Regions from separate parts of the Mus musculus genome. Here region 1 is linked to region 2. Evidence: chromatin contacts called from public HiChIP or PLAC-seq data. All regions are on one chromosome and are shown on one strand. The core of a region is the stretch at or near the end of the contact, and the rest is flanking DNA. Distances in the headings are between cores, read along the strand shown. Region 1 overlaps Arid5b (AT rich interactive domain 5B (MRF1-like)). Region 2 has its middle 14 kb from the start of Gm46229.

The links. HiChIP or PLAC-seq counts read pairs in DNA pulled down with a chosen protein or histone mark.
Region 1: an H3K4me3 HiChIP or PLAC-seq map of bone marrow-derived macrophages shows a contact between it and region 2, with 5 times the contacts expected there. The contact joins two enhancer-like sites. A contact is called at or near these places in 2 of 115 datasets of contacts at active chromatin or transcription factors (bone marrow-derived macrophages and pancreatic cancer cells).

The regions. Positions count from the first base shown.
Region 1 is chr10:68,104,079-68,106,778 of GRCm38.p6, forward strand. All of the region lies in intron 8 of Arid5b (AT rich interactive domain 5B (MRF1-like)), which reads right to left. Among named protein-coding and RNA genes, the nearest start is that of Gm51770, 46 kb to the right of the region's middle. Within about 2 kb of position 1,298, at least 191 of the 459 cell types and tissues checked have an H3K27ac peak or open chromatin away from gene starts, as enhancers often do. A contact at or near this core is called in bone marrow-derived macrophages, where this site is marked.
Region 2 is chr10:67,316,719-67,319,507 of GRCm38.p6, forward strand. No RefSeq gene overlaps it. Among named protein-coding and RNA genes, the nearest start is that of Gm46229, 14 kb to the left of the region's middle. Within about 2 kb of position 1,458, at least 33 of the 459 cell types and tissues checked have an H3K27ac peak or open chromatin away from gene starts, as enhancers often do. A contact at or near this core is called in bone marrow-derived macrophages, where this site is marked.

The DNA.
Region 1 (2,700 bases), core at 48-2,547, 790 kb after region 2:
GCCCAGGTCTGTTTAGCGAGCATGCACAGACATGGCATGTGCAAAGAGGCATGGGTAATACTGTGGAGGCCTCTGTGTGGCACTCAGCCAGTCACGAAGATCAACACAACCCATGGGGGAGAGTTATCTTCAGATCCCATTACAGCCCAAGTTTAAACACGTTACAGCTGCTAAAACTGGAAACGGCTCTCTTCATGTAGACTTACTAAAATAATATATGGTTGCCAAATACCTGCTTCCCACCATAATATTATAGTACGTGTTTATATAATGAAAAGCATAACTAGGCAGAAGAGAGAGAGGAAAAAAAGCAGTCTTGTTCATACTTGAATCTATTTTGTCTCATCTCTGAAGTCACCAACTCCTCCCTCCCAGCCCCCAACATACACCAATTCCTCTCTTTTCTGCATTGTTCAGCCTGAGACTTGATCCCCTTTTCAATATCAGAAAGTAAGGGATTTTTTTTCCCCAACCAGGAGCAAAAATGCATTGAATATTTTGAGCTGGAAAAATATTTTAAATTGATTTTAATGAAAACACATTTTATTGTTGGGACAGATAGGTTTGTTGTGCTTTTGTTTTGTTACCATGGGAACCAAGGAGCTCAGAAGCCCTGGTATTCCAACGTTTGCCATTTGTGGTGCCTCCCTCCCCCTGGCTCCCTTGTCTAATGGAGATGGTGACATCACGAGAGACTCTCTTTCTTGAGGAGGAGGAGGAGAAGGAGGAGGAGGAGGAAGGAACACAGAGAACAGGTTGGGGAGTCACCCAGGGATCCCTGGAAGTTATCTTACAATTTTGCAAGTTCATGAGGCTGGGCAGTATTTTCATTCCCACCCCACCCCCCGCCCGCCCCCTATCATCTTTTCTCATTTTGACTCAACTTAGCAGCGGGCAAGCCTCCAATAGTACAAAATATATCTTTACTTTACTGGTCAGAGGCCTGAAGCCAGAAGGCAGGAAATCAGGAATTAAATGTTTCTTGTATCTGGGAAGAGGCATGACTAAGGGTAAAACTCAATCCAAATACAAGCTCTGCTTGTTCAAGGCTTCCAGAGAGTGTGCGTGCATGTGTGTGTGTGTGTAGGTCAACTAAGTGAGTGGTTTTTCCCCACTTCTAAATCATTGAAATATAATTAGAGTTGCTCAGAAGGAGAGAGAAAGGCTCCCAAAATAAAACAAGAAAGGCAGCAGTGAAACAGAAAAATAGTTGAAATACGAGCTTTGAGGAACAGGGCACATTCCCACACAGTACATAAACAAGCCCTGTTTCGTACAGCGACTTCCGCTTGTGACTTCCTTGAGTGTCTTTTTTTTTTTTTTTTTTTTGTAAGTTTTGTCCTGGTGCAGCCCAATTACCCCCACAGGATGTGATCTTTATCATCTGATTATTAGAACTTTTCTCTACAGCACCAGAGGACAAAAGCTACGATCGGTTTCTGAACGTTTCAATGTTCCATGCACACATGTCATCGTTAAAAACAGATTAGAGTTCTCTCAGATCAGCGTTGTCCAATACAGGAAGCCATGTAGGCCTGTATCCTATAAAAGGATATAGTGTAATGTAACATGCCTGTGCCTCTCAGAGGATTGATTCTCAAATATTTGTAGGGCAGAGAAGATTTTAATCAGCTTTGAGATGGTATAGATGAAAAGCAAACATGTATGACCCCACCCCCACCGTGAAAAATGTATCCATTACACAGAAGAAATATTTTCATTGTGCTGCAACTCAAAAGAATGTAGGCTGAGTCTTGGGTGGGTAGAAGCAGAGAGAAAGAGAAGAAATATACTCATTAGTAAATCTGTCCAGATCCCCCCCAAACCCCTACCTCCCGTCTGCATTGAGGTTAGAGATGGAAGGCTGTGGAGATAAATGGGTCTTTCTTCTTGTCCAGATTTCCTATTTCAGATTAGCAAACTGCTTATTTACGATGTCACTAATGGATGTGAACTAGGTAAGCCATCACATATTAAGGGGGGAAAAAAATCCCAGCTTTTCCTAGGCATAAGATTTGGAGCAGCATGAGATTTTATTTTATTTTTTTCCCCAGGAATAATACAAGAATAACATTTTTCCACCTCAAAGCAGAAACAGTAGGGGAGCCTTTTGCTATCACAGAGATCCTTATTAAATTCAGTCACTGTGAAAACACGATTCCCCCCACCCCTTGTCCTTCTTCCTTTAAAAGAAAGAAAAAAAAATAAGGGAGACTTAAAAATCTACCCAAGTTAAAATTAACAAATCAATGACATTATAACCTTGATTTATTACTGTCTGAGCTGGCAAATTATCATCGTACAAGAAATTGCCTGCTGGAAAATAACTGTGGCATTGCTAAATCTCTAGTTGAATAATGACGCTCAGAACACTAGGTTTTTAGATGTGCCTCGGTCTGATATTATAAAATATTCAATACATTTCTCTACAGCGGAAGCCAGGGGTCAGCAAATCTATTACTGTAATGTAAGGAATCTGGCAACTCGCCAACTCTCTCTCCCTTTTTATTATTATTATTTTTTTAAAAAAAACTGAGGTAGATAATTTTATATTTACCAAGTCTGCAATCCTCCCTGGGGCCTCGCCTCTCTTTCTCAAGACCAAAAGCAGCAGGCTGGCATCAGAGAAATATATATCGCAGGCCTTGTCATTTACACTTTGCACAAAAGAAGAAAGGGCCCTCATATTTATTAAGTGAC
Region 2 (2,789 bases), core at 208-2,707:
TTGTTTTGCAGCCCAGCTTGGTCTGGAACTCACTGCGTGGCTCAGGATCTCTTCAGATTAACAGAAGGCCACCTGTTCACCACACTGGCTTCCTCCAGCATTTATGATTCGTGCCTGGTGTTGGACTTTTGCTATTTACTTGCTTTTGCCAAGAACAGCCTAGCTGAGTTGGCGCTCTGTCTTCTTTGCTGTCCCGACCACTTTCTTATAGCCAGGTCTGCACCTATCCCATCCCTTCTGCGGAGAATCCAAGATCTCAAGATCTCAGTGTGAGTGTTACTGCTGTTACTGCTGCTGCTGGGGTTTTTTGTTTTTTGTTTTGTTTTTGTTTTTGTTTTGTGTTTTGTTTAGCCATTTAGACCTTTTATTGTATAAAACTTGGAGATACGTGTACACGTTTATGCATAAACATATGTCACATGCACACAGATGTGCACATGAATTTATGACATACACCCACGCACAGATTTGCACACACATGTAACATACTCATTTAGAGAGCCCACTTTCCACCTCCAAGGCCAGCACACATCTGAAGGGTCCTTTCTTGCTTACCTCATTTCACAGTCATGTGTGCCATCTTCTGTGATGGCACCATGGCTTTCAGAAATGTAAGCGAGCTGGGCAGTGGTGGCGCACGCCTTTAATCCCAGCACTTGGGAAGCAGAGGCAGGCAGATTTCTGAGTTCGAGGCCAGCCTGGTCTACAGAGTGAGTTCCAGGACAGCCAGGGCTACACAGAGAAACCCTGTCTCAGAAAAAGAAAGAAAGAAAGAAAGAAAGAAAGAAAGAAAGAAAGAAAGAAAGAAAGAAAGAAAGAAAGAAAGAAAGGAAGGAAGGAAGGAAGGAAGAAAGGTAGGTAAGCGAAGGTTCACAGGACTCTGTATTTGGAAGACAGGAGACAGTTTTGGGGTTTGTTTGATGTATGGAGCCTTTATTATTATTAATTATTATTTAGATAAAGGCTTTCTGTATAACCTGGGCTAGTCTCTAACTCAGTCTCCCTACAGGTGTGTGCCAGCAAACCTGGCTCAGACAGCTCCTCCCAAAGAGCTTGCTTTGCATCCTAGACCAAATAGTGCAGACAGCATCTTCCACCCACTTACCGAAACTGCCAAATATTGACCATTTCCAGGACAATGTTCTTTCTGCATGAAGGACTTTATATCTGAAGCAGTTCTCACACGATTTCGCAAAAGAACTGGATGCGGATTTAGTGGGACAAACTTTAAGTATAATGGCAGGTCGTGCATTCCCGGGACTCCAGCACAAAGGGGAGAGAGCCTTAGTTTCTGTCTCCTAGGAATCAGCCACTTTCAGTGTTTCCTTCAGCAGGATACAGATCAGGAGGAAGGGGGAGGGGCCAGCGCTCAGGTTCTGGCGCCTGTGCAGCCGGCCCTTTAAGGCGAAGGCACTCTCCAGTCCAGTCACTCACTGGGTTTTGAGACTCCTCTCCCCGCTCCAACCCACACTTCCCCTTCTAAGCTGTGCCATCCTCAAAGCCTTCATTTTCCACAGCGTCTTCACTGACAGGGCCTCCCGTGATCATACTTCTTTTTCTGCCTTTCACTACTTTGCCAGCTCCATCGTGTGTGTGTGTGTGTGTGTGTGTGTGTGTGTGTGTGTGTGTGTGGCGCGCGCGCGCGCGCGTGCTCTGGGGTGCAACCACCGTTGGACTAAGGTGCATCTTGCAGAGGATGCCCAAACCGCTGTAGGTTTTTGGGAAGAGCAATTTTATGGCCAGCAGGGCCTTGTTACACACCTCCAGTTATGCCAGGGAGGTGTTTGCTGGCCTTCCTACACAGAAGTCTGGCACTTCGCTGAGTTCACCGACCTGCAAAGAGCTTCATCCAGAACGCAGCCCTGCCAGAGATTTCCCCCTCCATTTACTCTCTGCTGGTGGTAGACCGACACCCCAAAACCACAGTTAGTTTTATGACATGGCAGTGCCAGGCTACAAGACTTTGTCTCTCCTTATAGGGAACCTGACTCTCTGCTTCATCGTAGGCTTGATTAAAATGGGAGAAGGACTATTTTACCTCACCACAGAGAGAAGTAACTAAAAAAGTAGCCTGCTAGGCAAAGTCTCATTTTCATACAGGTCCCATTTTCCATCCTACAGCGCAGGATGCCGGTGCTGTTGGCTGACACCGACACCCACTGTTGCAAAGGAAATGTCCTAAGTGGCTGGGGTGGGTGAGGCGCTTACCACAGCCGAGGCAGGTTTTACTTCATGGAAGCATTATTCGCACTCTATGTTTAATTAGACTATGCCTTCATTTGTGCAGACATAAGCACACGCGTGCAGGCGTGTGCAGGTGTGCTGACCCGAGCACGGACACCTGGAGATCAGAAGCGGACCCTGGTGTCTTCCTCCCTCCCTCCCTTCCTCGACCCTAAGTTACTTAGTCATTCTTTGAAAAGTTTATTTATGTGTGTGCATATGTGCATGCTCGTTTGTGTGCTCGCCCTGTGTGTTCAGTGCACACAGAGACCAGAAGAGGGCATCGGATCCCCTGGAACTGGAGTTAGAGACACTTGTCAGCTGAACAGTGTTGGGAATCACCTGGTCCCCTGCAGGGACAGCAGGTGCTCTAAGCCACCAAGCCATCTCTATAACCCCTCTTCTCTCTCTCCTTCCTTCCTTTTTTTTATTTAGATATTTTTATTTATTTGTGTGTGGGGGTTAGCGGGTGCATCTGGGCAGGTGCATGCACACATGCATTATCTGGAAGACAAAGGACAGCTTTGGGGTGGGGGGCTCAGTTCTTATCTTGCACCATATGCTTG